5 separate regions of the Mus musculus genome follow, and all the other regions are linked to region 4. A link is a contact called in public promoter capture Hi-C data. All regions are on one chromosome and are shown on one strand. The core of a region is the stretch at or near the end of the contact, and the rest is flanking DNA. Distances in the headings are between cores, read along the strand shown. Region 1 holds the start of Twf2 (twinfilin actin binding protein 2). Region 2 holds the start of Plxnb1 (plexin B1). Region 3 holds the start of Poc1a (POC1 centriolar protein A). Region 4 holds the start of Hyal2 (hyaluronoglucosaminidase 2). Region 5 holds the start of Iqcf5 (IQ motif containing F5).

What was found. Promoter capture Hi-C pulls out the DNA fragments that hold promoters and counts their contacts.
Region 1: a contact with region 4 is called in a promoter capture Hi-C map of neutrophils, with 3 times the contacts expected there. The contact joins the promoter of Twf2 here to the promoter of Hyal2 in region 4. A contact is called at or near these places in 5 of 39 promoter capture datasets (the C10 cell line, HPC-7-derived erythroid cells, liver and 2 more), 1 of 484 Hi-C or Micro-C datasets (B cells), 5 of 115 datasets of contacts at active chromatin or transcription factors (astrocytes, bone marrow-derived macrophages, embryonic midbrain and 2 more) and 3 of 9 other capture datasets (adipose tissue, liver and pancreatic islet).
Region 2: a promoter capture Hi-C map of liver shows a contact between it and region 4, with 2.7 times the contacts expected there. The contact joins the promoter of Plxnb1 here to the promoter of Hyal2 in region 4. A contact is called at or near these places in 1 of 39 promoter capture datasets (liver) and 1 of 115 datasets of contacts at active chromatin or transcription factors (pancreatic cancer cells).
Region 3: a promoter capture Hi-C map of liver shows a contact between it and region 4, with 4 times the contacts expected there. The contact joins the promoter of Poc1a here to the promoter of Hyal2 in region 4. A contact is called at or near these places in 7 of 39 promoter capture datasets (the C10 cell line, cranial neural crest, embryonic stem cells and 3 more), 2 of 484 Hi-C or Micro-C datasets (the HPC-7 cell line and embryonic stem cells) and 1 of 9 other capture datasets (pancreatic islet).
Region 5: a contact with region 4 is called in a promoter capture Hi-C map of the C10 cell line, with 3 times the contacts expected there. The contact joins the promoter of Iqcf5 here to the promoter of Hyal2 in region 4. A contact is called at or near these places in 1 of 39 promoter capture datasets (the C10 cell line) and 1 of 115 datasets of contacts at active chromatin or transcription factors (pro-B cells).

What each region holds. Positions count from the first base shown.
Region 1 is chr9:106,201,491-106,206,403 of GRCm38.p6, forward strand. Twf2 (twinfilin actin binding protein 2) reads left to right here and starts at 1,618. Exons shown (of 9, transcript NM_011876.3): 1 at 1,618-1,794. The coding sequence starts at 1,770.
Region 2 is chr9:109,091,789-109,096,882 of GRCm38.p6, forward strand. It overlaps Plxnb1 (plexin B1), which reads left to right and starts at 3,648. Exons shown (of 38, transcript NM_172775.2): 1 at 3,648-3,857. Gm7628 (predicted gene 7628) reads right to left here. Exons shown (of 2, transcript NR_168955.1): 2 at 2,054-4,044. Ccdc51 (coiled-coil domain containing 51) reads left to right here. Exons shown (of 4, transcript NM_025689.4): 4 at 1-1,575. The coding sequence ends at 479.
Region 3 is chr9:106,278,588-106,284,072 of GRCm38.p6, forward strand. Poc1a (POC1 centriolar protein A) reads left to right here and starts at 2,474. Exons shown (of 11, transcript NM_027354.2): 1 at 2,474-2,869; 2 at 4,265-4,349. The coding sequence starts at 2,852.
Region 4 is chr9:107,567,660-107,572,726 of GRCm38.p6, forward strand. Hyal2 (hyaluronoglucosaminidase 2) reads left to right here and starts at 1,504. Exons shown (of 4, transcript NM_010489.2): 1 at 1,504-1,574; 2 at 2,445-3,411; 3 at 3,833-3,922; 4 at 4,399-5,067. The coding sequence starts at 2,491. The coding sequence ends at 4,809.
Region 5 is chr9:106,511,160-106,516,665 of GRCm38.p6, forward strand. It overlaps Iqcf5 (IQ motif containing F5), which reads left to right and starts at 3,414. Exons shown (of 2, transcript NM_029300.1): 1 at 3,414-3,503; 2 at 4,391-4,844. The coding sequence starts at 3,500. The coding sequence ends at 4,833. It also overlaps a transcript of Iqcf3 not described here.

The sequences.
Region 1 (4,913 bases), core at 368-2,867, 1.4 Mb before region 4:
TAGCCCAGGCTAATCCTGAAACACCCCCCCCTTTCTTTCTTTCTTTCTTCCTTCCTATTTACTTATGAGACAAAAATCTAACCATGTAGACCAGGATGGCCTTGAAGGCCTTTGCTTCCTTAGTTCTGGATTATAGTTATTTGCCAACATACCTGATTTATGTAGTGCTAAGGATCAAACCTAGTACTTCACACATGTCACGCAGGTTAGAATGATCTATCAGCTGAGCCAGCCCAAGGATGCCATTTGAACTTGAGTTCTCTCACAGATTTGGGGTGTGTGTGTGTAGTATATACATACACTGTGTATGTTAGAGTACAATGTGGAAACCAGAGGTGGATGCCAGCCAGTCAGCCTCTATTGCGCTTTCTCTCTCTCTCTCTCTCTCTCTCTCTCTCTCTCTCTCTCTCTCTCTCTCTCTCTCTCTCTCTCTCTCTCTCTCTCCATTTGGCTGGGTTGGCTGACTAATAAGCAAATAAGCCCCAATAGGTATTGGCCTGTCTCCTCAAACTCCCTCTCCCAAGGTCCCCAGCCTCCCTGCACAGTCCAAGGGGAAAGCCAAGTGTCTTCATTCTGTTGCCGGGAATCTGAAATTATATGCTAACTCAGCACTTTACTGACTGAGCCATCTCTCATTAAGTTATCTATTTTTTAAAGTTTTTATTTATTTCAGTAAAAAAAAAATTTTGGTGTGTGTCTGGGTGTTTGGCCCGCATGTATCTATGTGCACAATGTCCGTGTCTAATCCCAGGAGGCCAGAAGAAGGAACAGTTGTGTCATGTGGGTGCTGGGAACCAAACTTGAGTCCTATGCAAAAGCAGCTAATGCTCTTGACCACTGAGCCATCTGTCCAGTCCCGTTTATCTATTTTTTAATAACAAGGTCCAGGGTGGAGAGATGTTTCTGAGGTTAAAGAGTACTAGCTGCTATTCGGCCGTTAGTCTGTAAGAGCAGTAGGAAAGGCTGCTGGGAATAGAGGCAAGGTCATTAGGAATTGGGAAGTTCCTCAGGTTGACTTCCAGTCCTTCCACCACTGGGTCACACTTAGCACATGCACCGTCTTTTTGGAAAACTTTCCTCAGCCTTGTTAGGTCACCTCGGTCTCTCCTACCGTATTCCTTCCAAAATTCATTTCCTCCTATGGCCATTCACTTTCTCAGCGTTGGGCTCCAGACACCGTGCACCTGATGACTGGTAGGAAATCAGTACACACACACACACACACACACACACACACACACACACACACACACACACACACACACACACACACATACACACACACACACTCACACTCACGACCACACACGAGCGCGTGCCCACCTACACTGAGATCACCTCACCATCACAAACGGGTACGCCTGGATCGGCCCTCACTCTCAAACCTCCTCCGCGGCAAGCTCACAGCCCCTCCCACGCCCAAGTGCGGATCCGCCCACAGACCTCCAGGATCCTGGCCTACAAGGGACCACCCACACAATCCCTTGGGGCCCCTTCTTGGCCATGAAGGTGGTAGCGGCCGGGCACTGGGCCATCCGGACCCCGGCGCCCGCTGCGCGCACGCGCGGCACCAATGCCCGCCTCTGCCGGCCTCGCCCTCCGGGGGCGGGGCGCGCTGGGGGCGGGTCCTGCGGCACCGCCCGGGAAGCTGCGCGAGGCTCGGTGCCGTCGCCACATCCTCCGGAGCTCTGGGTCCAGGCGAGCCGAGTCGAGCCGGGCCAGGACCAAGAGGAGAACTCCGACGGCACGGGCGAGCCGAAAGCTGAGCCATGGCGCACCAGACCGGCATCCACGGTGAGGGCGGATGGAGGGCGGACAGGGGCTCCGCCGCGCTGGTTCTCCGCGCTAGGTCCCTTCATCCTTCTCTTCCTTGTACCCTCCTGGGAAGCTTCCTGTTCTCTTTTGCAACCGCGAGTCCCTGGGATGGACACGTCTTGGGGCAGAACAGACTGTTGTACATAGCTGGGAGTGGGTGCACATGGATGCACACAGCGAGGGTGGAAGTATCTTGTGTACCCAACTGGGGGCGGATGTGCCTGTGTATACTGGTCTGGGTATTTTTGTTCTTTTCTGGAGGTGGGGTGTACCCGGATGTGCACATCTGGAAAAGTGTACATGGGTGTACACATGTTCTCTGTATACAGTCCAGTATGTGCACATCTGGATGAGACTTGGTTATGCCTGTCCAGGCTTCTTCGTGTGCATGCACTAGTGGCTGGTTTTGGACACTCTAGGTTCCATCTCAGACATCAGTGTTTCCTGGCTGCACGCACAGAAACTGTGGGTATCTGCATGTGTGCACAGTTCAGGCACATCTCAGTATGTGTGTGTTAGCATGGGTGTTTGCATGGGTGTCTTATGACTGACATGGGCTTATGTGTATGTGTGGAGAGGGTAGCCTGACCTTTTCTCCTTTCAGGACCCCTAGACTCTTGCAGACTAGGTTGGACAGAAGCTGGAATGGAGCCCTCCTTCTTAAGTAGAATGGGGAGAACTGCACATCTGACCTTGGCCTCTGACTTCTTCCCTTTTCCATTGTGATCTCTCTATCGCTGCTCCAGCCAGGCCTGCAAAGTCCCAACTTCAAGCTGGAAGCAGGGGAACGGGTCAGGATTCAGACTTTATAGGGGAGCTCCTGCCTCCACCCTCATCTACAGGAAGCTTCTACAGCCCAGGGCGTGACACCCATAGCCCCCCTCCAGGGCCCCAGTTTCCTCCTTGGAGAGACTTAAGAAAGAAGCAATAGCTGGGAGCCAGGTATTTTGTCCCCATTTGTTATGGGCCTGGAAGGGCTGCTTCCCTGGCCAGTAGGGAAGGCCAGGCTGCTTGCCCAGACAGCTTGTTGGTTTGGCCATCAGCCACTCCTACCACCACATCATGATTCCCTGACCAGGGCTACCACCATCGACCAGCCTGACTGCCGGAATCCCTGCCTGCGGTTGTGGCTGCTTGGTGGATGGACAAGCCAAGAGACTTTCCCTGCCCTAGCCCATCCCCATCCTGTTTGTCCTGAGCATGCAGGGACCTGGATCAAGCCTGGCCACCCACAGGTGGGCCAGCCTCTCCTAGAGATGGAGGAGCAGGTTTCTTGAGTCAGCCCCAAAGAGGGGAACTGTCAGGGTAAACTGCTGCCTGGCCTGCCCCTTCCTTCCTCTTTGTCTGGTCTGAGCTGCTATCTCCAAGAGGGAGGAGGTGCTACGAAGTTTTACACACACACACACACACACACACACACACTGCTTACAGATCCTGTGGCCAAGGCTCTGCCCTATCCCTTCATTCCCTATGAAGTGAGACAGGCCTGCCCAGGGGAGCCTCCCAGTCTCCTGCCTATGAGGATGTGCACCTTCTTTTGTGCCTGCTGGAAGTGGCAAGAAAGACCACCATGGAGGATCAGGTGCCAGCCTTGGCCAGGCCATAGGTGTAGGCCTGCTGACCTCAGAGTGGGGCCCAAGAGGGACAGTAACCTGAGGCTTGCTAGAGTTGGAGGTGGGCAAGGTGGGGGCGGGGAGGCATGAATCTTTGATGAAGGAGGCTCAGATGTCCCAGGCCTGGCCTCTAGATTATTGATGGTGACTGGGGAGACATTGGGGTGGGGTAGGAAGAGATGTCACTTTCCCTGCTGGCTTTTCAGTATGCCCTGGTAACAGTAGAAGGGGCTTGTCTGCCTCTTCCTCTGGGGAGCTTCTTAGCCTCTCTCTCTCTCTCTCTCTCTCTCTCTCTCTCTCTCTCTCTCTCTCTCAAGGTCTAGGCAGGTAGGAGGATCAGTAAAACACAGCTCCCTTAAGATTTTTTTAAAAATGTCAGCAAAGTCCAGTTCCTCAGCTCTTTCTCCCACACACCACAGGCCTCTGAGTTTGAGGGAATTAGCTGTGTTTTATAGATGAGGTTCAGGTTCAGAGAGGTCAGGGGTCACACAGCTAAGGGGAGCTGGGGCCCCAAAGATCAGGCTTAAAGCTTCAGGCTTCTACTCATAGAGTTAATCAGTTGTGCATGCCGAGCAGTGGTGGTGCATGCCTTTGATCCCAGCACTCGGGAGGCAGAGGCAGGCGGATTTCTGAGTTCAAGGCCAGCCTGGACTACAGAGTGTGTTCCAGGACAGCCAGGGCTACACAGAGAAACCCTGTCTCAAAAAAATAAAAAAAAAAACCAAAACAAAACAAAAAAATCATTTGTGCATACCCAGTGGGGCTACGTCCCCTTGTGTACGGTACCAAGCCATGCTTCTGTCCCCAAGGAATTGTTAAGCTGCTAGGCCCCTGGCCACACAGTGACCTTCGTGCCTAAGGTTCAAGCATAAGGTCACTCTGCAGGGAGCGGGGAGCACCTGAGGACAGACTAAGAGTTTGTTTACCTAAAGCCCCTCCACCCCGCCCCTAAGCTGCCCATCAGCTGCCCAATCCAAGCCCTATAAATACCCTGTGATCTCAATTCTCCAACTGTGTTTTTGCCGGGGTTCTTCTGACCCCTGGCAGCCCCAAGGTCACACTCACCCAGAGGCTCCAAGCAGGTCCCTTACACACTTGGACTGTGTCTTCCCTCTCTATCACCATTAGGAGAGCTGAGATGACTCATGGTCCTCGAGCTGTGGCCATGGTCCTCACCTTGGCACCGTGTCCTTGGTCATTAGTCACCTTCCATCTCTGATGCCCAAATTCCAAGATGGAGGCTTCTTCCTCAGCACCACTCCTCCTCCTGGTAGCCTTCCTTACTGCCTGAGGTCTGAGGCGGTCTTGCCTCTTGATAGGGCTGTGTTGGGGCTGGTAGCCCCTGTTTTGGTACAGACTGACTGGGGGCTTGAACTACGAGTACATTCATGTGACGTGCAAATTTATGTCTCTATATTTTGTTTATCTTGCCTGTACACATGGTGTAGTCATACTTTGCAGCTATGTCTGCTGCCTGTATTTGTG
Region 2 (5,094 bases), core at 2,398-4,897, 1.5 Mb after region 4:
AGGCTTCTAGCTATTCCCTCCAACAGAAAGACCTCCAGGACCTTATGATGGATCTGAGGGGCCTGGTGCACGCCGAGCAGGGCCAGGGCTCCGGGTCACCAACAGGTTCTTCTACCAGAGGAAAAGACATAGATGGCCTTTCAGCCACCATGAAAGAGCAGCTCCGTCATTCCAGGCAGGTCTATTCCTGCCTAGAGGGTTTACGAGAGCAGCTTGATGGCCTGGAAAAGACTTGCAGTCAAATGGCTGGGGTGCTTCAGCTGGCACAGGCTCCAGCACATCCAGGCACGGTGGGGCCGGTGGATGGGGCCCTGCCCAGCTCCTTGCTGGAACACGGGAGTGTGATCTTGGCCCTGTCAGAGATGGAGCAGAGGCTAGAAGCCCAGGCTAACAGGAACACTGTCTCTAGCACACTGGTCACCTGTGTGACCTTCCTGGCCACATTGCCTCTGCTCTACATGCTGTTCAAGACCAGTTAACCCTGGGGACCTTCTTCAAAGGGACCGAAGGGTGACTGTCGCTTTTGTTGGTGATATAATGAATCTTGAGGTACACACAACCTCAGCCTGACTCTGAATGCCATCTGAGGGGCTCACCATCTGAGATATATTTTATTTTGTAGGTAGTACCTATTTACATTAATTATCGAAGTTTTGTGCAAATGTCCAATTAAAATATCTAAGAATTTGTATTATTTAAAAGGTAGTTATATCAGACTCAGTTTTATCATTGATTTCAGAAGTCTGGGACTTGAAGTTTAGCCTGGAGTGGGGGCTCACCCCCTTTAGTTCCTTTCTCATCTCCTAGTGGTCCTAGCTCAGGACTATGTTGGATGAAGTTAGCCCTGGATTCTCACTTAGAATGTCCTGACACTGTTGCCCTCTGCTTGTTGGGCCTTCCTGTGTGTGGGCTCAATCGAGTAGAGCCTCACCTGGTGCGTGGCTTGGGGAAGAAGAAGCGATGCCGTTCTGGTGCTGAAAGGAAGAGACTGGGGTCATCATTACAGATCCGTGCTGGTCTGCATATCCCTGATACAGAGTCCTGTCCATGCAACCTGGGACCCTCAAAACGGCACAGGCATAGTCCAGGCCCTCGCTGGCAGCAGTGTGGAGACGAAAGGAAGGGAACAGTGAAACATGGAAGTGGACCGCCCTGGGAACCTTGACCTCTCTTCATAGGGAACAGTGACCCTTGACCTCTGCTAAATGGCGTGGGTGGCCTTATGTAAATAGAATTTGTGGAGTGTTGCTCTGTGCTGAGTATTAGCTGTCTAGAGCCTTAGTGGAGAGTCAGTCTAACAGCCTCCCCCAGAGGGCACCCCCACCCGAGTGCACCACAGCTGTCCTCTTCCAGGGGGAGCTTGTTTGTGCCTATGAAGCCAGAAGCCTTTCTCATGAGCAGCCCTCTCTGCTTGGATACTGTGCTCATTTCTAAACAGCAAGTGTGGCCCGAAAATGGCTCCTAAGTTCTTTGAATCTCTGAGAACCTAATCTCTCGGTCAGTTGATCACTTATTGTCATACAGTAGTTCCCTGCAAATAAAACAAGCCCAGCACCTAAGGGTGTTGATACCCCTGAAGGGCCAGGAGGCACCGTCTGTGTGTACAGATGAGGGATCGCTGTGGAAGGCTGTATCGCTGTGGTCAGGCCTCCCTCTGTCAGGCATGCGTTTGAGTGGGCTGAGGGGAGAGGATTCCCCGTTCATGAAAGGGGCTCCTACACGTTGCAGAAGTAGGGAGGCCAAGGTAATTGAGGGAGTGGGTGCAGACTGACCTGGGCAGGGTGGGGATAGGTTTGGGGAAGTTGTGGAGCATAAGGGGGGGGGGGAGGAGCTGGAGAGTTGGAGTGACAGTGTCAGGGAAGAGTTGTCATGGTGCTGACAAGGTGCTATGTGACTGGGATCAAGTGCTCAGAGGGGGGTGGGTGGGGGATGGGGAAGAAGAGGGGTGATCTGAGGTCTAAGGGAGGGGTATTTTGGAAAGCAGGCAGATGAGCTATAGAACCCTGTCTTAATTAGTTTCTCTTGCAATGAAATACCATGACCAAAAAGCAAGTTGGGGAGGAAAGGGTTTATTTGGCTTACACTTCCACATCATTGTTAATCACTGACAGGAACAGAACAGGACAGGACAGGACAGGAACTCAAGCAGGGCCAGAACCTCGTGGAGGGGTGCCGCTTACTGCTCAGTATGCTTTCTTACAGAACCCAGGGCTACCAGCCCAGGGGGGCCCCACCCTCAATGGACTGGGACCGCCCCTGTCAATCACTAATTAAGAAGATGCCCTACAGGGGGATCTTATGGAGCGATTTCTCCACTGAAGTTCATTCTTTCAGATAACTCAAGCTTCTGTCAAGTTGACATAAATCAAGCCAGCACCCCACCCCCACCCCACCCCACGGGAGTCTGAGGGTGTGATGGTAGAGCAGCCTGGCATCAGCCCTTAGTGAAGTGGCAGATACGGAAGACGGCTTCCCCCGATTTAGAGCCCTCTAACCTTAGAGGCTTCCAGGTGACGTATATGCAGTTTTTCCCTTTCTGGACACTATGCCAATGGCCTTGAGCCAAAGTCCTTCAAAAGCCCTCAGGATGGGTCAGGTCCTGGCTCCACAGATTGCCATTGGCAAGCCCGGGTGTGAACCGCCCTGCATAAAGCCCTCAGGAGAGAACCTCTGCCCAGGGTTTCCTTCCCAGAAAGACCCAGGTGTTTTCCAAGGAGGGAGTCCAGACTTGCTCAAGGCTTCTGAGTTCTGCATGGCTCCAGGTACAGGCCGTGGAGGAGGGAAGGAAATAAGACCCTACTTCTGCACCTCACAGCCAGTATGCCCTGCTTACACAGTTCAGCTTTGGTGGTATTACCCCCTATTAGTCAGGGAGCAAAAAGGTCGGGGTGTGTGTGTGTGGGGGGGGAAGGGGTGTCAGGTTACATGGCTTAGTGATGGCGCAAACTCAGGTCCAAAGCCCGGGCTCTCTTCAAACAGCCAGGGGTGGGGGCCGGAAGGAGAGGTTGGGTGTTGTGGAGTATTGAAAGAAGGAAAGGTGGGCAGGGCCAGGTGAGAAGAGGAGAAGCTGGCGTCTAGGAGACCAGGTGAAGAAAGTTGGGGGGAGAGGATGGCTCCAAGGGCCGGGATCTAGAAGGGAATGAGGGCGCTCCGGGCGCTGGGCGAGGTGCGTTGGGGATAGTCAAGATGGTGGTTATGGAACAGGCAGAGCAGGTGTGGGGCACAAGTCCCTCGAACTCTGGCAGGACGGGGAAAGGCTCCAGTGCTGTATCTCAACGCCCAGGTAATAAGGCTCGCAACCATGGCCGTAGCCTCTTGGTCCTAAGCGGCGCGCAGGTGAGGCCCGGCTGGGCGGGGCGGACCGCCCACGCTCCCGGCTCCGCTCCTCACCCTACACGTCTGCGTTGCCATGACTACCGCCCGGGCGCTGCAGCCCCCATTTAATGAGAGGGGTTGATCACCCCCCCAGGCCCTTCACAAACTCGGATCCCGCGGGACCGGAATGCGGGGTCCCGGATGGCTGGGGCCGCGTACCCCGTTCTCCCGGCAGCTTCCGGCCTGGTCCGGGCGGCGCGCGGGGGGAGGGCGGCCCGACGGGCGGGGGGTGGGGGGGTGGAAGGAGCGGAGCCCGGGCCGGCCGACGCGGCTTTGTCTCCTTTGTTCCCAGCGGAGGCAGCGCCGCGGCGGGAGGGGCGGGCGGCGGGCGCAGTTTTTTCCGCCCCTCGGTCTCCGGGTAACAGCTGCGGCTCCGCCAGACCCACCTCCGAGGGGAGGGAAGGCCGCCGCGCGCAGATCTGAGCTAGCCCGGAGCTGCGGGCGGACGCCTCGCCGCGCGCATCCCGCAGGAGGGTCGGGCGGTGAGTTGCGAGACTTGGGCAGGGAAGGCGGGGTTGCAGGCGAGAGCCGCGCGCACCCAGGTGGAACGGCCCGAGGCCTCGATCCCGCTGGGCACAGGCAGCCGGAGTGGTGTCTCCGGTGGGTGGCTTCGGTCCTCAGAGTTGGGACCACACTCGCGCGCGCGAAGGCAAACTCTGGCGGCACCGCCTGTAACGCGATTGGGAGACAGAGGAGGTGGAGCTGCTCCTCCGCGCCCCCTCCTCGCTGCCGCCACCGCCGCTTTCGGGACCGGCCGGCCCCTTCCCCGCCCTCCCTGGGCCACTGGTGGGGTCTTTGTCCCGTGGAGCGGCGGAGGGAGGAGGGTTGAGGATGAGTCGAAGCAAGGAAGTGGAGGCTTCCCCATAGGATAACAGATCTTTCAGGCAGAGACTGACAAAGGAGGACCACGAGCCTTTTAACACTTGGACTCTGTCTCGGTACCCACACACCCAGCCGGTGCTTGACGAGCGCCTTAATTTATGGCGGGTGTCTGGTAAATGATGGCTCCCTTCCACCCTACTCAACATCCAGACGGCAGGTGTGTAGTGCACACCACTTCACTGTCAAAAAGTAACTCTCCCTTTTAAGTGGATACTGGGATAGGGGCGGGAGTGTGGGTGGCCGAGCTCAGAAAGGGAAGGCCAGTTTCCCCCAACTCCCAGACAAGTGCAGATGTGGAAGGGGCTGAATTTGTGAGTCTTCTTGGTTGTGAGAGCAGCTGCAGGAGAGGGTTAGGTGTTGCTTGTCCTTTGCAGAAGTCAGGCAACCAGTCTTGGGCCCTGCCGTAGGGTTTCGGGGAGTGTGGGTTCTAAAGAGGCCTATGGGGCAGGCCTGGGCACAGGCAGAGTTAGTTAGACTTTGGCGATGAGCCTGGACAGCCTGAGATGTGGGGAGTTAGGGAGGAGATACTGGCAGTGCAAGTTAGGGACGTGAGGCTTGGCTCCAAATAAGCCCTAGTCCGATCATTAATAAAACTGGGCCGATTCCTCGGCTTTTGAGATGCTAAGAGGCTTGAAAGCGGAGTGTGAGCTCCATATTACCCCTCTAGTCTGGATCTCCTTGGCAGTGAAATGGGGGCTCTGTCACCATGTAGGGAACACCTGCTCTGCGTTGGGTCTGCTGGTTACTGGAGCCTTCTTATAAAAAGCAGGTACTCTCTGCCTTTAAAGAGCTCTTGTCTAGGGTGGGAGGACGGAACAGAAGAAAATGGTCTCGGGG
Region 3 (5,485 bases), core at 1,224-3,723, 1.3 Mb before region 4:
GGGATCTGATGCCCTCTTCTGGTGTGTCCAAAGACAGAGACGGTGCACTGATATAAATAAAATAAATCCTTAAAAACAATACATTGCGTATGCATACATTCCTATATACACATATTTCCATGTACCTTATTATGTAAAGGTAAGAGATCTGGAAACAATGTTAGCAATTAAGATTGGAATCATGTAACTAGAGTTATAGATCAGATGGGACCTTGCTTTGCCTAGCATGCATAAATCCCCACCACTGTGTAAACCAAACAAGATGGTATAAGCCTGTATTTCCAGAACGGAGGCAGGATCATCTGAAGTTCAAAGCTTTCTTCGGCTAATGCAGTGATCTGAAGGCCAGCCTACATGAAACCCCACAACTGCCGAAATACCATTCAGGCTGTAAAACTCAGCACATGGATAGCACCGCCTGCCAAAACTAAAACAATTACCTAATTCGTCAAAGTCCAGAGATATGGGAAACTCTCTAAATGTACTAACCTTGCTTTTGGACTTCTGTGGTTTCTCTTCTGACTAATTGTTCATGTTAAGTATGTCAATCTAGAACATGTTTTTTTTTAAAAGATTTATTTTATTTATTATATGTATTTATGTATTATATGTATATACTGTAGCTGTCTTCAGACACCAGAAGAGGGAATCAGGTCTTGTTACAGATGGTTGTGACACACCATGTGGTCGCTGGGATTTGAACTCAGGACCTCCGGAAGAGCAGTCAGTGCTCTTAACCACTGAGCCATCTCTCCAGTCCCCCAGAACATTTTATGCTTAAAAGCTCACCCTGAGAAAGCCTTGCGGCTACAATGGGATCTTGAACAACACCCAGTGTAGTTGCTGGCTGGCTAATAAAGACTTTTTATTGGCTTAAATCCGTGTCTTAGCAGTCTCCTCTGGTGGCTACCCCACAATATTCTTAAAAAAAAGAAAGAAAAGAAAAAAAGCAAGGCAACAGAAAAAGATTAGTGGGGCTGGTTTAAGGTTACTTGGGACTGGGTTTCAGACCCAGCACCCACGTGACAGCTCACAACTGTTTGCAACGCCAGTTCCAGGGGATCCGGCGTCTTCATAAGACATCAGACATAAGTATGGTACATATACATACAGGTAGGCAAAACATTCCTACATATGACATTCCTAAAAAAGTAAAAATAAAAAGTCTGTGGCTGCCAGAGGAAGGAACGCTAGGACCACATAGAGAGACCTTATCTGGAAAAGCAGCAAACTGCTACAGCTTGGGAATTTCCTGAGAGGCAATTCATTTTGACATTGTAGGAATATACAAACGTGACCATCATGTTTCTGGCATGGGGTGCTCGTGACACACTTATTGACAAGAGAAAAACTGAAAACTGTTTATGGGAAGGCTGGGAATTTGTGAGCACCTATTTTTGTCTTGAGACTTTCACCTTGCCTATGTTAAATTAGCTTAAACATTTCTAATGTCAAGGTACCAATTCTATGCCAACATAGTTAAAATAGGATCAGATATAGATCCTGTATCTCTCATCAAAACACTAAAAGAATTATTTTTAATGGTGTGTGTGTGTGTGCCTCAGGAGACAAGAGGTGTTGAACTGCCTCAGAACTGGAGTTCCAGGCAGTTGTAAACCATCTGACATGGGAGCTGGGAATAGAACTTTCGTCCTCTGGGAGAACCATATACACTCTGAACCAATGAATCATTCTTTTAGGTCCAAATACACTCCCCCACACGCCAGTTTCTGAGTTTACTGTCCCTGCAGATTTAGGGACACAGTTTCAAGCCTAGGCATGTGGTAAGAAACCTCAGGACACAGCCAGATCCTAATTAGTGTTTTGAGTATGGACAAGTTGGCCGGCCCAGGAGAGATGATGGATGGAAGGTTCTTGAATCTTACAAAACATCCAGTTCAGGTCAGATGCACAGGTCACTCTGGGCTTCGGCTGCTTTCATTGCAGAAGGTGGAAAAGGACGGCCTCTGGTGGTTCCGCCCGACGATTGCTTCTTTCACCTTTTTTTTTTTTTTGGAGCTAAGGTCAGGCTACGACCCAAAGCCTTCTTAAGGCTAAAGAGTTCCGAGCAAGACGGGCCGCAGTCACATCCCCTCTTAAGACAAACGCGGAGGCAGGCCCTCGGAGTAGACGCATTTTTCCTGAGGTCACCCAGTAGAGAATTAAGAATTGAACATATGTCTTTCTGCACCATGGTTCTGACTCTTGAATGACTCCATTTTTTTTTTTTTTAAATAGACACTTAGGAGTATTCGCAGGAACGAACCATTCTGGGGTCCCAAGGCGCTAATAACCTGGTTCTCCATGGCGCCTTGATCGGACGTTTTAAGCCAAGAGCAAGGCCAGTCAGTATCCTCCTTCCGGGATACTTAAGCCTGTCACTCATAATGGTAAAACTCCGCCCGCCCCGGAGCATCTCGGTAAATGTAGTTCTACCTTTATTAAGACTGTGGGGTATAAGTGCTATGTAGAACTTCATTTCCCCGATGGCTGCGCGCTCCGTTACCTGAGCTAGAGCTGAAGGGCCGAAACCTTCATCTAAGATTTTTTTTTTTAAGTTCTTAGGAGGAAAGTGTGACAGCGAACTGAGGCTTTTGGCTGCTCGGCGGGTCACCTCATCTGGAAGAGCGGGAGGACAAGAGCTTGACGCCTATCGAACGACCCGACTTCCGGTCGGCGGACAAAAACCTAGGGCGCTTCTCCTTTAATTGCGGTGGGCGGGACGCGGCGACGCCACCGGCGTTGCTATTGGTGGCGATTGGGGGCGCGGAAACTGAACTGGCACAACTGCCGACCCAGCTATCTCTGGCACTTGGGGCACAGCTGGTCCTACCAGCCCGCTAGCCCCGCTATGGCTGCTCCCAGCCAGGTAAGTCCCTGGATAGTGAGCACCTGACTGGTTGGAACAATGGCCGCGAGAGAGGCGGATGGTGACGCGGGGTTCTAGGGTGACCTCCTCATCCAAGGTTACGGGGTGGATCCGGGCATTGACTTAGCACCCCAGGTGCCAGGCTAGATGTTAGACCACCAGGACGAAGAAATAAGTCTCTGCCTCTGGAATGTACGGCGTATTGAGGAAGACACCATCAAGGCCCGACCCTTGTCGTGGCCTGGGGCGAGCCTCGTAAGCTTGGCCTCTTGTGAGCAACAGGTCTTTTTTGGAGGTGACATCCTTTTCCAACAAGTAGAAGCAGTAGGCCATCGGGATGCCTGGGATAGCGGAAGCCTGCAGTGTGTCCAGGGCTCGATTCTGACCCCTCCCCCCACTCCAGAAAAGGACTTCAAATTGGTCCTTTAAATAAGAATTTGCTTCCACAGGGCCAGGTGGTACCTGATGCACCTGAGAAGACTTGGGTAGAAATAGAAACCAGACTTTTGAGTGCCGATTTGATATTCTGTTTACATTTAGCTCCACGCAGATTTTAGGGGAAACTGTTCAGGGAAGAAGGCATTGGGAAGGGGTGTCACTGATGGAGTCAGACCTGAATCTGCTTCTGCCCACTGAGCCTAGGATGGACACTTCCTCACCCTTGTGTTTCTGAGAGGCTCTGGTGAGGACAGGAGAGGGAATGAGCCCTTGCTCCTTAGTTGATTCTTACCCCTGAACTACCAGGCCATCTGTTAAAAGGCGTGAACCTGCAGGTGTGCTTGGGGGTGGAGCTGGGCACTGGGCCTCACCTTTGTTTGGGGTAGAGCTTTGTGGAATAGCAATGGCTTCGCTGTATCATAGAAATATCCTTTCCCAAGCTGGGTTCCTTGGAGCTCTTCAGGTGGTTTGGTTGTGTGTGTGTGTGTGTGTTTTGTCGTTTTGTTTTTTTTGTTGTTGTTGTTTGCTTGTTTTGTTTTTAATTTTTGGTGTTTGAGGTGGAGGGAGATAACTTACTATGGTCTTGGCTCTCTTGGAATTTACTGTGTGGACCAGGCTGGCCTTGAACTCACAGTTCCACCTGCCTCTGCCTCCCAAGTGCTGGGATTAAAGGTGTTTGTTCCCCACACTGGGCCCATATTTGATCTGTTTGTTGTGGATTTATTGATTCGTCTGATCGTTTGTGTGGTTGTGTGTTTGCTGATCGTGAACCCTTCCTTGCTGTACTCATTTGTCCTAGCAGTTTATAGTGGATTCCTTAGAATTTTCAACATACGAGATCATGATTTGAGTGCTTTTAACGTCTCCTGGTTATAGGAAGAGTCTTAGTTCCAGGGAGGACCTGTTATCTCGTTATAACCATTTGACCTTGCTTTTTTTTTTTTTTTTTTTTTCCAGGAGGACCCCTCACTGGAGAGACATTTTAAGGGCCACCGAGATGCAGTCACCTGTGTGGACTTCAGTCTCAACACCAAGCACTTGGGTAAGAGAAGGCCTCAGGATTCTAAACTGAGACGGCTGAGTTTCTCACTGGGAGACGTGGTGTGGGGATGCCAGATACAGCAAGGACATGCTGCTCTTTCTAGCCTTGGCTTTGCTTCTAGCTGCCAGCCTTCTGGATGCTGGGCTCAGTAGGCTCCATAAGCTCCTTTTGCATGTGAAGAGTATAATGACAACTGTCTATAGCTCCAGTCCCAAGGGGCCTGACGCCCCCACACAGAGATACTTGCAGGAAAAACACCAAATGCACATTTTAGAAAAAGTATTAGAGACATACTTGTGTACACACTCAGGAATCCCATAATGACATTAAATTGGAATCTATAGTATGTACCGCAGAGGACCTGGGTACAGAGCCATGCAGGCTCTGTGCATGCTGGTAATGCAGTCTTGAAGAGAGAAACTAGGGCCAGGCATGGTGGCATGTAGCTTTAATCCCAGCACTAGGGGAGGCAAAGGCAGGTGGATCTTTGTGAGTTCCAGGACAGCCAGGGCTCCACAGAGAAACCCTGTCTCGAAAAACCAAAAAAGGAAAAAGAGAGAGACAGAGACAGAGACAGAGAGACTCTTTTTTTTCCTGTACATTCTAGCTACATCTTCAGTCTGTCCTGTGGCATGGGCCTCAAACTGGCTGCTTTTGAGTCTTCAGTTTGATTGCCAACAGTAAAGCGGCACATTTTCTTGTTTCAGAGGCCTGCCAAGTGAAAACGACGTTGAGTAGGGTCTGTCTCCTAACTCCATACCACTGCCCCTTCCTTGGACACTTTGGGGTTCCTAAGCAGCTTTCCTGGCTGCTTTGTTCGTGGCTTCAGCTCACCTCTTTGTCCAGATGCTGTGTTTTGCTGTAATCAGAGAAGGAGCTGAGGCCATTTTTTTGTCTTCTCCTTGGGCTTCCTATTAAGTTTGGTTCTTTCTTTTATTTTTACCCTGTCAGTCTGTCTGTTTGTCTATCTAGCTATCTATCTTTTGGTTCTTTGGGACAAGGTTTCTCTGTGCAGCCTTGCATGTCCTGGACCTCACACTATAGACCAGGCTGGCCTTGAACTTACAGAGGCTGCTTGCCTTTGCTCTCAAGTGCTGGAATTAAAGGTGTGCATCGCCACCGCCACTTGGCCTTTC
Region 4 (5,067 bases), core at 254-2,753:
GATGCAAAACTTGGAGAAAGATGAGCCCTTGGTTCCTAGGCCCATATCCTTCCCATCACCTGGCACAACTCATGCAGACCTTCCTGAGAGGAAGGGTGCAAAGGGCAGCCAGCCACCAAGGGAAACAGGGTCAAGGGGCTCTCCTCCCCGCCCCCCTGGCCCTTTCCGCCTGGAGGGCAGCAGGAAGTGAGGAGAAAGAGCAGGGATGGGAGGCGGGAGGGAGTGGGTGGGAAGGAATGGGGTTTATCAAATCCCCAGCAGACTGCCCAGAGGGCAGCAGCTGGCGCAAGGAACCTGGCTGGAGAGACTCTACTCAGGTGAGCGCAGAGTAGTACATAAAGCTAGTCCGCACTGCCATAAATGCGTGTACTCCTGCGGCGCTCCCTAGCTTCCAAGCTTGCGGTAGGGAAAGGGGCTGGCGGCCAGAAGCGGACTTTCGGAGATTTGAGTCGTGCATTGGAGAGCAGATCTAAGAGGCGAGGGTACAGGTCTAAACCTAGTCCTCACTGGAAGGGGATTGCAAGGCAGAAAGGTTCAGAATATGGAGTCGGGGTACTAGGGAGACACTGAAGCCTCCTTTCTACGAAGTCAGGCCCGAAACTTTGGCAAATTGCTCTTTATTTGGAGTTGAGTGGGTACCCCTATGGACAACCATCCCACCTTCACCTCGTCGCAGAGACTGGTCCGGGGAGAATCCAGTAAATTGGCAAGCCCTGGCGTGGATCCGGTGAAAGTGGCTAGATCACTTTCCCCTTTGGCCCGACTGAACTTCAATCCCTTTGGCAAGGCAGCGACCCACCCCCCTGGTTACCAGGACAACCACTATGTCTGCTTTGCCAAAGGAGGGCTCAGAAGCTGTACTAGGCCCCCTCCTCTAGACGGGCAAAACAAAAGGCGGGGCTTCCTTCTGACCGCAGACAGACTAGTGGAGGGAACCTGGGCTCAGCGAAGGCGGGTCATTAATGTTCCAAGAGGTTCTGGATCCACTCGTGTCAAAATCTCTTACACTAGACAAAGGGCCCACTTTGCTAGAGTCCATATTCAGACAGGTGGGATTGAATCCGCAGCTACCCCCAGTCAAGGCTTCAGCTATAAGCTTTTATTTCAAATGCCATTACCACCACTACCCCCTCATTCCGCTCGCGCCCGCCCCATCCAATGTTCTATCCCTTTAAGAGGCCAGCTGCAAAGAGTGGATTGTTCCACTGACGACAGATTGTGGGGGTAATATCTCAGGCTGGTTAGCTCTGGTGGCTAAAACCAGCGGGAATCCCCATTCCAGGAGGTATTCAATCTCAGATACATAACTATGTTCCTCTACAGAAGATCTAAGGGTCCTCGAACTCGAAACGCAGCACTGGCAAAAAGGAAGAGAAACACACCCTCCCTACGAGGCCGTAAATTCTGCCATCCACCCACCTCCGAGGCAGGATTCTTAAAGGGCCCGCGGGCCTCGGGGCGGAGCCAACAGAGGCTCGAGCTGGGGCAGTGCTTGGGCGAAGGGCCGGATCGGGCTTGGTTGGTACCAGGATGGCGGCGGCCCTGGCGTGGGTCCTGGTGGCGCCTGGTTCGAGGTGAGGGCGGGCGTCGCAAGCCTGGTGACTCTCTTCCTGTGAGATGGGCTCTGAATCTCTAGGGGCGCCCTCATAAGTGACCCAGGAACCCCACCCCCACCCGGCTGAACTCTGGCCCCACGTGCGGGGCGGGGGCGGGGTCCCGCACAAAGACCGGAGTGGAATACTCTTTACCCGGGACCCCTTGTGCTGGGAGGTGAGGGTGTGGGCCGGTCGCGAAGTGCTCACACAGATTCTTGGTGGCTGTGGTGGGAAGGGCAGGTCGGCGAGCACCGCGGTGGGAAGTCCGCTGCCCCTTTGTCCCCGGGGCGCCTCCTCCTATCCTAAGAGTGTCGGTGCCCGAGACTAAGTCCTGACGTTCTTGCTCTTCTGCTTGGCGCACATTGCACAGATACCAGTTCCTCTGCAGTGTACCTAACAGCTTCCCAGCTTCTGTATGCGTTGTGCCCCAAATGCTGTCTCTTCTCAGAATCAATTCTGAGTTCGTAATGAGGGTGGGGGACATGGGGTGTTCAGAGTGTTTTAAAACTATTTACTGTATGGTATACAGGCATGTAAGTGACTCTAGCAGTGAGTCGGTAGCCTAATCAGTCCCTTTTTCAGAAAGGACATGGACCTAAAGGAGATTCTTGCCCAACCACGGGCAGCTCCCTGCTCTAGAAAGAGCTCTGTGGTTTCGGTAAATTCCCTAAGGTCTTTTGCCTACCCATCAGCATCCTGCTATCTCCCAAACCTGTTACAGCCTCGGCCATCTGAGCAGGAGCATGGTGTGCCGCACAGTATGGGTTTGGGGAGTTTATGTGGGATGAAGGTGCGTACACATCTCTGGAATTTGCTAGACTGACTTGTTCTCTCTCACACTTTCTTCAGTTCCTGAGCTGCTACCAGGCAGGTAACACTTCCTGTAGCCCCCAGCATGCGGGCAGGACTAGGTCCCATCATCACACTGGCCCTAGTGCTGGAGGTAGCATGGGCCGGGGAGCTTAAGCCCACAGCGCCGCCCATCTTCACTGGCCGACCCTTTGTGGTAGCATGGAACGTGCCCACACAAGAATGTGCCCCACGCCACAAAGTGCCACTGGACCTTAGGGCCTTCGATGTGAAGGCTACACCGAATGAGGGTTTTTTCAACCAGAATATCACCACCTTCTACTACGACCGTCTAGGCCTGTATCCACGTTTTGATGCAGCCGGGACATCTGTGCATGGCGGTGTGCCTCAGAACGGCAGCCTCTGTGCACACCTGCCCATGCTGAAGGAATCTGTGGAACGCTACATCCAGACCCAGGAGCCTGGGGGGCTGGCAGTCATTGACTGGGAGGAATGGCGGCCTGTATGGGTTCGAAACTGGCAGGAGAAAGATGTTTACCGACAGTCTTCACGCCAGCTGGTGGCCAGTCGGCACCCTGACTGGCCATCAGACAGAGTAATGAAGCAGGCCCAGTACGAGTTTGAGTTCGCCGCTCGGCAGTTCATGTTGAACACTCTCCGTTACGTCAAGGCAGTCAGACCCCAGCACCTGTGGGGCTTCTACCTCTTTCCTGACTGCTACAATCACGATTATGTACAGAACTGGGAGAGCTACACGGGCCGCTGTCCCGATGTGGAGGTGGCACGGAACGACCAGCTGGCCTGGCTCTGGGCTGAGAGCACGGCTCTCTTTCCCTCTGTGTACCTGGACGAGACACTGGCGTCCTCCGTACACAGCCGCAACTTTGTCAGTTTCCGTGTTCGGGAGGCCCTTCGAGTGGCTCACACCCACCATGCCAACCACGCCCTCCCCGTGTACGTCTTCACGCGTCCCACATACACCCGAGGACTCACGGGACTGAGCCAGGTACGTGTTCTCCCTTCCTCCGGGAGCCACTGCATGCTTGTGTTATCGGGGACCAGAAGTACTGTTCCATATCTGTTTTAGTCTTGTGGAAGGGTGATGTCACCCCCATTCTGTAGATAAGACCGAGGCCCAGAGATGCTGAGAGGTAGCCAGGAGCCTGTAGCAAGTCCATGAAAAGTGCACAGAACTAAACCAGGCATCCTGACTTTGGGGTCAGAATGTGTAACCTTTGACTTTGTGGGTTCATGCGTGGGCTCTTGGCCTTGGAGACTAAGGTCCAAGGTGAGGATAGAAATGGGCAGAGCGGCCTCTGCCTGTCTAGAACTGTCCTAAGGTCAGCAGGTTAGAGCAGGTCTGTTCTGAGTCTCCTGCGACACCGTCTGGTGCCAGTCTTGCTCAGGAACCATCCCTCCCCACACAGGTGGACCTTATCTCTACCATCGGTGAGAGTGCCGCCCTGGGCTCAGCTGGCGTCATCTTCTGGGGCGACTCGGAAGACGCTTCAAGTATGGTAAGGGAGACCCACCCGGCCTTCCAGGGCTGATGAAGAGTGTATACTTTGGCTTCTGCCCCCCACCTGGGTGTACACACTGAGTATAGCTTATCTCCTAAGCATAGCAGCTTTGTCCCTGGACCCAAGAGGGAAGAAGGGCACCCCCACCCTGTTCCCAGGAAGAGGAAATGCTATCTTGAACAGCTGGAGTTCCGCCCTTCCTCATCCACACAGCTGGGCTCCAGTCTGTCTCAACCCCGCTTCTCACTAGGGACAGGGGACTGACTATAAAGGCTCGGGAACTCTGTGTATATGTTTACATACATATACAAATAAATATGCCAGGGATGTGCCTCAGTAGAGTGCTTGCCTAGTCTAGGGTTCAAACTCCACCACTACCAAAAGAAAGAGGCGCTATCACCACAGTTTCCGTCGGGGCTTGGGCAAAGGTAGCTAACATCAGACACTCACTCCTTAACCTTGGCCTTTTCCAGGAGACCTGCCAATACCTCAAGAATTACCTAACTCAGCTGCTGGTTCCCTACATAGTCAACGTGTCCTGGGCCACCCAGTATTGCAGTTGGACCCAGTGCCATGGCCATGGGCGATGTGTGCGCCGCAACCCCAGCGCCAATACCTTCCTGCACCTCAATGCCAGCAGCTTCCGCCTAGTGCCTGGCCATACCCCCAGTGAACCCCAGCTTCGACCCGAGGGGCAGCTCAGCGAAGCCGACCTCAACTACCTGCAGAAGCACTTTCGCTGCCAGTGCTATCTGGGCTGGGGTGGCGAGCAGTGCCAACGGAACTATAAGGGGGCAGCTGGAAATGCCAGCAGAGCCTGGGCTGGATCCCACCTCACCAGCCTGCTGGGTTTGGTAGCTGTGGCTCTCACCTGGACCTTATGAGGGATCTCTCCCCCTGGATATCAGTCCAGCTGGCCTCTGGTGCAAGGATCTCCTTGGCATGAGGGGCCTGTTAGGGGGGAGACAAAAGTCTGGAGTAGGCAGTGCTCCCAGGATGCTTAGCAGAGCACCCATACCATCTGTCACCCCCCTGTTCTAAGGGGGAGAGAAACATCCCCTGAGATGCCCTCATCTTGCCAGAGAAGATGGAGAATCGAGCTAGGCCAGAGAAGGCCTGACTCTACTCCCTGCTCCTGGATA
Region 5 (5,506 bases), core at 2,164-4,663, 1.1 Mb before region 4:
AATAGTCAGTGCTCTTAGCCAGTGAGACATTTCTCCAGCCCCAGGGTTTTAAAAAGCCTTAAAAAGGAAGAAGAGGGAACTAGAATACATGTGACATGAAACGAGAAGGGGCCTACTGGGGAAGGGTCTAACAGGACTGGGGTGGGGGTGGGGGAACTGGGGTGGTGGAGGAGAACCAACAAGAAGGAAGATCTGGTGTGTGCATGCCTATGGTCTTTTATTTAGGAGACAGAGGCAGAATAATCAGGAGTTCAAGGCCAGTCTCAGCTATGTAGTGAGTTTGAGAGCAGCCTGGGCTACTCAAGGCCTTGTCTCAAAACAAAAACCAACCAAGCAACCCCGACCCCCACCCCGAGAAAACCGAGAACAGGACTGGAGCTCAGGTGAAAAAGCGCTTGTTCCACAATTGTGAAGACTTGAAGCCCTAGCATCCATTAGTAAGCAAGCAGTGGTGAAACAGGCTTGGAATGGCAGCGCTGGAGTTGTGGAGGCAGAAAGATCCCCAGGGCTTGAGAACTGGAGAGCTCAGAGCCAATGAGAGCTTAAAGACAGAAGAAAAGGCAGGGCCTGTGGGATGGCTCAGCAGGTGAAAGTGTTGGCCACGCAAACCTGACAACCTGAGTTCCATCCCCATGTAAATGAGGCAAATATACCGGCGTGCATCTGCAATCCCAGCATTCCTATGGGCGGCAGAGAGAGGAGAATTTCCTAGAAGCCCATGAGTCAGGTAGCCTAGAGCTGCAGCCTGGTAGAAACAGAGAAACCCTATCTCAACAAGGTGGAGGTAGAGAGCCGACTCCCCAATGTCGACCTCTTAACCACTGGGCCATTTCTCCATCCTCACTCATGCTAGTTAAAAAAAAAATCCTAAAAAGCAAACCAAAACAAAACTCTCCCCAAAGGAAAAGAGACACACAAAGACAGCAGAACACAGCTTCTCTGCAGGGCTGGTCAGTGTTTGACAGTGTAACTGCAAACAGTTTTTCTCATTTGGAAAGTTGGAATCGTGGTTCAGTCAACTGTTCTTAGGGCTAAGCCATGGAAGCCTGTGGCAAGACAGCTCATCCAGCTTTGATTTCTGTGATGGTTTGAAAGTGGTTGGCTCAGAGAATGGCACTATTTGGAGGTGTGGCCTTGTTGGAGTAGGTGTGGCCTTGTTGGAGTAGGTGTGGCCTTGTTGGAGGAAGTGTGTCACTGTGGGCATGGGTTTTAAGAACCTCATCCTGGTTGCCTGGGAGGCAGTATTCTGCTAGCAGCCTTCAGATGAAGATGTAGAACTCTCATCTCCTCCTGCACCATGCCTGCCTGGGCGCTGCCATGTTCCTGCCTTGATGATAATGGACTGAACCTCTGAACCTGTAAGCCAGCCCTTATAAGAGTTACCTTGGTCATTGTGTCTGTTCACAGCAGTAAAATCCTCAGACAGTTTCTGACAACCATTTGTGGAATCCATGAAAGCTAAATCGACAATGCCTAGCAGTTTCCTGGTGATAGGCAAGGCAGAAGATTCCATGATTTTCCATATCTATTAATTTCTATATCTTTTAATAACATATCTATTAATGGATACGGGTACAATGAGAAGCTATGGGCTATAAGCACTGCACACTTTCGTCTGTCTGGGTTGGTGAGATCAAACCCCCAGGGCCTTGCACATGAATGTGCAAAGCAAACCTTCTGTCTTCGAGCTCAGCCTAGGCCTTTCATAAGCTTGTCCCACCTCTTCAGCACCCCACCCCCACTCCCTTTTGGGCTTATCACTTCTAGGAAGAGTCTATGTCAAGTGCTGCTGGGTTTTCTTCCCCTTGACTTCCTCAACAGACATTCTCAAGTATATTTGTTTCCTACATACTATTTATAGAGGCTCGTTCTCAGCCACTTCAAAACTGGTCTTTGCCCTGTCAGTAACAGCAGCTGGTCTGTCTTGGTATGTCTGTCAACTCATTAAGAGCCAAAGAAAACCACTTGAAAACCTTCTCCCTGTTGGGAAGTTGGCTACTGATGTTTCCCCCTCGTGTCGTCAGTTCTCTGAGCAGCTTTGGAAGGCTAATAACGCTGTTTGTTTTCTCTGGACACATTTCTTCAGCTGCAGCAATCAAACTGATTTAATTAAGCACACTCCCGGGTAACAGCTTGCCTTGTTTGGTTAGCACACGACCAAGTTGGAAATTCATTTTCTTTGCAACTCCGTCATCACATTTTAGTTTTGGGAAAAGAGTCTGCTGTGCGGAGATGTGCCGCTGAAGGCTCTCATCCTTTGTGCTCACTGCTTTTCCGTGAGCTGGAAAGATGGTGGCTTGCATCATTTATTAATACTGTTTTATCTTAGTTTCTTTACATTCCATCATTAATTACTTTATACGTATGTGTGTCAGTATAGGCTGTGCATGCAGTGCCCTTGGCGGTTAGAAGAGGGTGGTGGATTGAAGTTACAGATGGTGGTGAGTTACCATGTGGCTGCTGAGAATTGAACCTGAAATGAAAAATCTTTTAAATTTAGACCCCATTAACAGGCTGGTACTTAGCATTAGTTTCCAAGTCCTGTCGCCACCTCCCCGCCCCCAAACCTGAGCCTAGCTCCAGTCTCTAGGCTAATCCCCAACAAGACCAGAGTTTCCAGGTTATTTCCCCAACAAACCTGCACTCCCAGGTTACAAGCCCACCCCCTGCCTAACGACCACCAATGCATAGGGGAGCAGAAGTTAAGTTTATGATACAGACCACAATAGCCTTCCACCTCGATGCTTGCACATGTGTTCTCTGTTTGCTGCTTACTACAAAGCCTTGCCCCGATAGATATTCGGGATCCCCCCCACACACACACCAAAACTGTCTTGCATGATGGTGGTGCACTGGGGGCTGGGGAGCATCCTTCTGTCTCCTCTACCTCTGTAGCCCTGGAGCTGCAAACATGTGCTACTGAGCCCAGTTATTTTATGCAGGTTCTGGGGATCAAAGTTTACATAGCTATCACCTTAATATCTGAACTCTCTTCCTAGTCCAAAGATGCTATTAAGAAAAGATTTATTCTTATTTTATGAGTATTTGCCTACATGTATGTCTGTGCATCACGTGTGTAGTGCTCATGGAAGCTGGGAGAGGACTTTGGGTTCTTTGGAACAGTTGTGAGCCACCATATGGATGCTGGGGACTGAACCCAGGTCCCCTGGAGCATTGCCCAGGGCTCTTAACTATTGAACCATATCTCTCTAGCCCCAAAGAAGCTTTCTGAAGGAGTAAAAACATACTGTGGGAAGCAAGTAGATTTGAGTGGTATAAAGGTGTGGGTTATGAGAATTTGTATATGGGTGTATTGGACCCTCCGGTCATAGCCAGTGACACACAACACAGGTGCTGAGAATGTTGGTTATTGGAAGCCGTCCTGGTGCCTGTGTCATAGGCACCCTTATGACGTCATCACTCCTTCCATCTACTCTGTCTGCTGGATCAGAGCTAGGAGAGCAGACCGGAGGGTGATGGGAACATCTAGCCCCTAACCATGGGTAATTTGTAGAATTCAGATCTCAGGGGGGAGGTTTAGCCATGCATGCCTATCTCAGGGGACTGAATGTTTTATAAGAGATTGATCTTTCCAGGAATGGTCAACTCACAGCCCATGTACAGTCTGCGGATGAGGCTAGCTAGGAGCGTGGCCCAATATAAAGTTGTAAACTTCCTTAAAGTGTTCTGAGGTTTATGTGTGTGATTGATTTTGTTTTGTAACTCAATCACGTGTTGTTTTTGTCTTTGCTTTGTTTTTCTTTTTCTGTGTGAACATAGAAGGTGACAAAGTAATTCACAATGTCTAAAGGTTGGATACACTTCATAGGGCTCAGTAAATGTCTCCTAGTTACCACAGGAGGGGTTTTATAACAAAGGCCATAAATAACTAGGTATAGTGGCCCACAGCTTTAATCCCAGCACTTGGAGAGGCAGAGGCAGGCAGATTTCTATGAGTTCAAGGCCAGCCTGTTACTGGACAGCCAGAGCTGCATAGTGAGACCCTGTATCTCTCTCACACACACACACACGCACACACACACATACACACACACCCCAGAAACTGAGTCTAGTTCACTTAGCACAAGGGAAAGCATTCTTGCTTTCTAATCTACTTTCTTCCCAAACACAGAAAGAAAGTTTTAAATTATTATCACAACAGTTATTATCATAACAGGTACATGTCCAGAAACTCAGATGTTAGGTTGGTGTATTCAAGCTGATTAACTGGCATGTACCACAGGAAGTTCAATTTAGCTGGTCTCCCGGGTGCATCTGTGGCCCTGCAGGGTTCTGCAGCTCTTGAACTTCCTAGATAGAGGATCGGGATTCCTGTCTGGCTCACCCTGAGCTCCCTAAGTGTCCTAAGTGGTCTGTTCTCTCTTGCAAGGCCCAGAAAAGTCTACGGCCATGACAGAAACATCTGCGGCTGTGCGCATCCAAGCATGGTGGCGTGGCACACTACTACGACGCACGTTGCTGCATGCTGCCCTCAGCGCGTGGATCATTCAGTGCTGGTGGAGAAAGATAATGATAATGTTGCAAGGGAAGAAACGGCGGATGGCTCTGGAGTTATACGCTCGAAAAACGTGGGCAATAGTCAAACTGCAGTCCTGGTTCAGGATGTGGCACATACGTCATCGATACTGTCGTTTGCTGAATGCTGTTCGCATCATCCAGGTTTATTGGCGTTGGCATAGTTGTCACACTCGTGGCTTTATTCAGGGCAACTATGAAATCAAAGAAAACCGACTGAATATTCAACTTGAGATTTCCCTGGGCTCACAGGCTTGTAAGGTGGAACAGTGCATAACCCTACCAATAAAAGAGTGATCAGGTCTGCTACACCCGTATTCTCTGCTCTGTAGCAGAAGGATTTCCAAGTCACTATTAGGACCAACACGGCTTTAATCACACTAGTGCCTGGCAAATCAGCTCTGAGGGGCACTACTGAGAAGGAGCCTCAGTGGGGAAGTATGTGTGTGTGCTTGTGTGGTGTAGTGTGAGACATATGCATGTGTGTATGTGGTATATGCATGTGTGTGGGTGTATGTGTATGGTGTATGAATGTGTCTGTGTGTGTTGCATGGGTGTGTGTGGTATGTGTGTATAGTTATTGCATGCATGCATGTGTGGTATATATGTGTGTGTGCTTGTGTGGTGTAGTGTATGATGTGTGCATGTGTGTGTCTAGTATATACATGTGTGTGTGTGGGTATGTATATGGTATATGAATGTGTATCTGTGTGTATTGCATGTGTGTTTGGTATATGTGTGTGTAGTGTTTGCATGCATGCATGTGTGTGTCTGTGGTGTATTTGTATGTGTGTGTGCTTGTGTGGTGTAGTGTATGATGTATGCGTGTGTGTGTGTGTGTGTGTGGTATATCCATGTATGTGTATGGTATATGAATGTATGTCTGTGTGTGTTGCATGTGTGTGTGTGTGGTATATGTATGTGTGGTTTATGTGTGCGTGTATATAGTATTTGCATGCATATGTATATG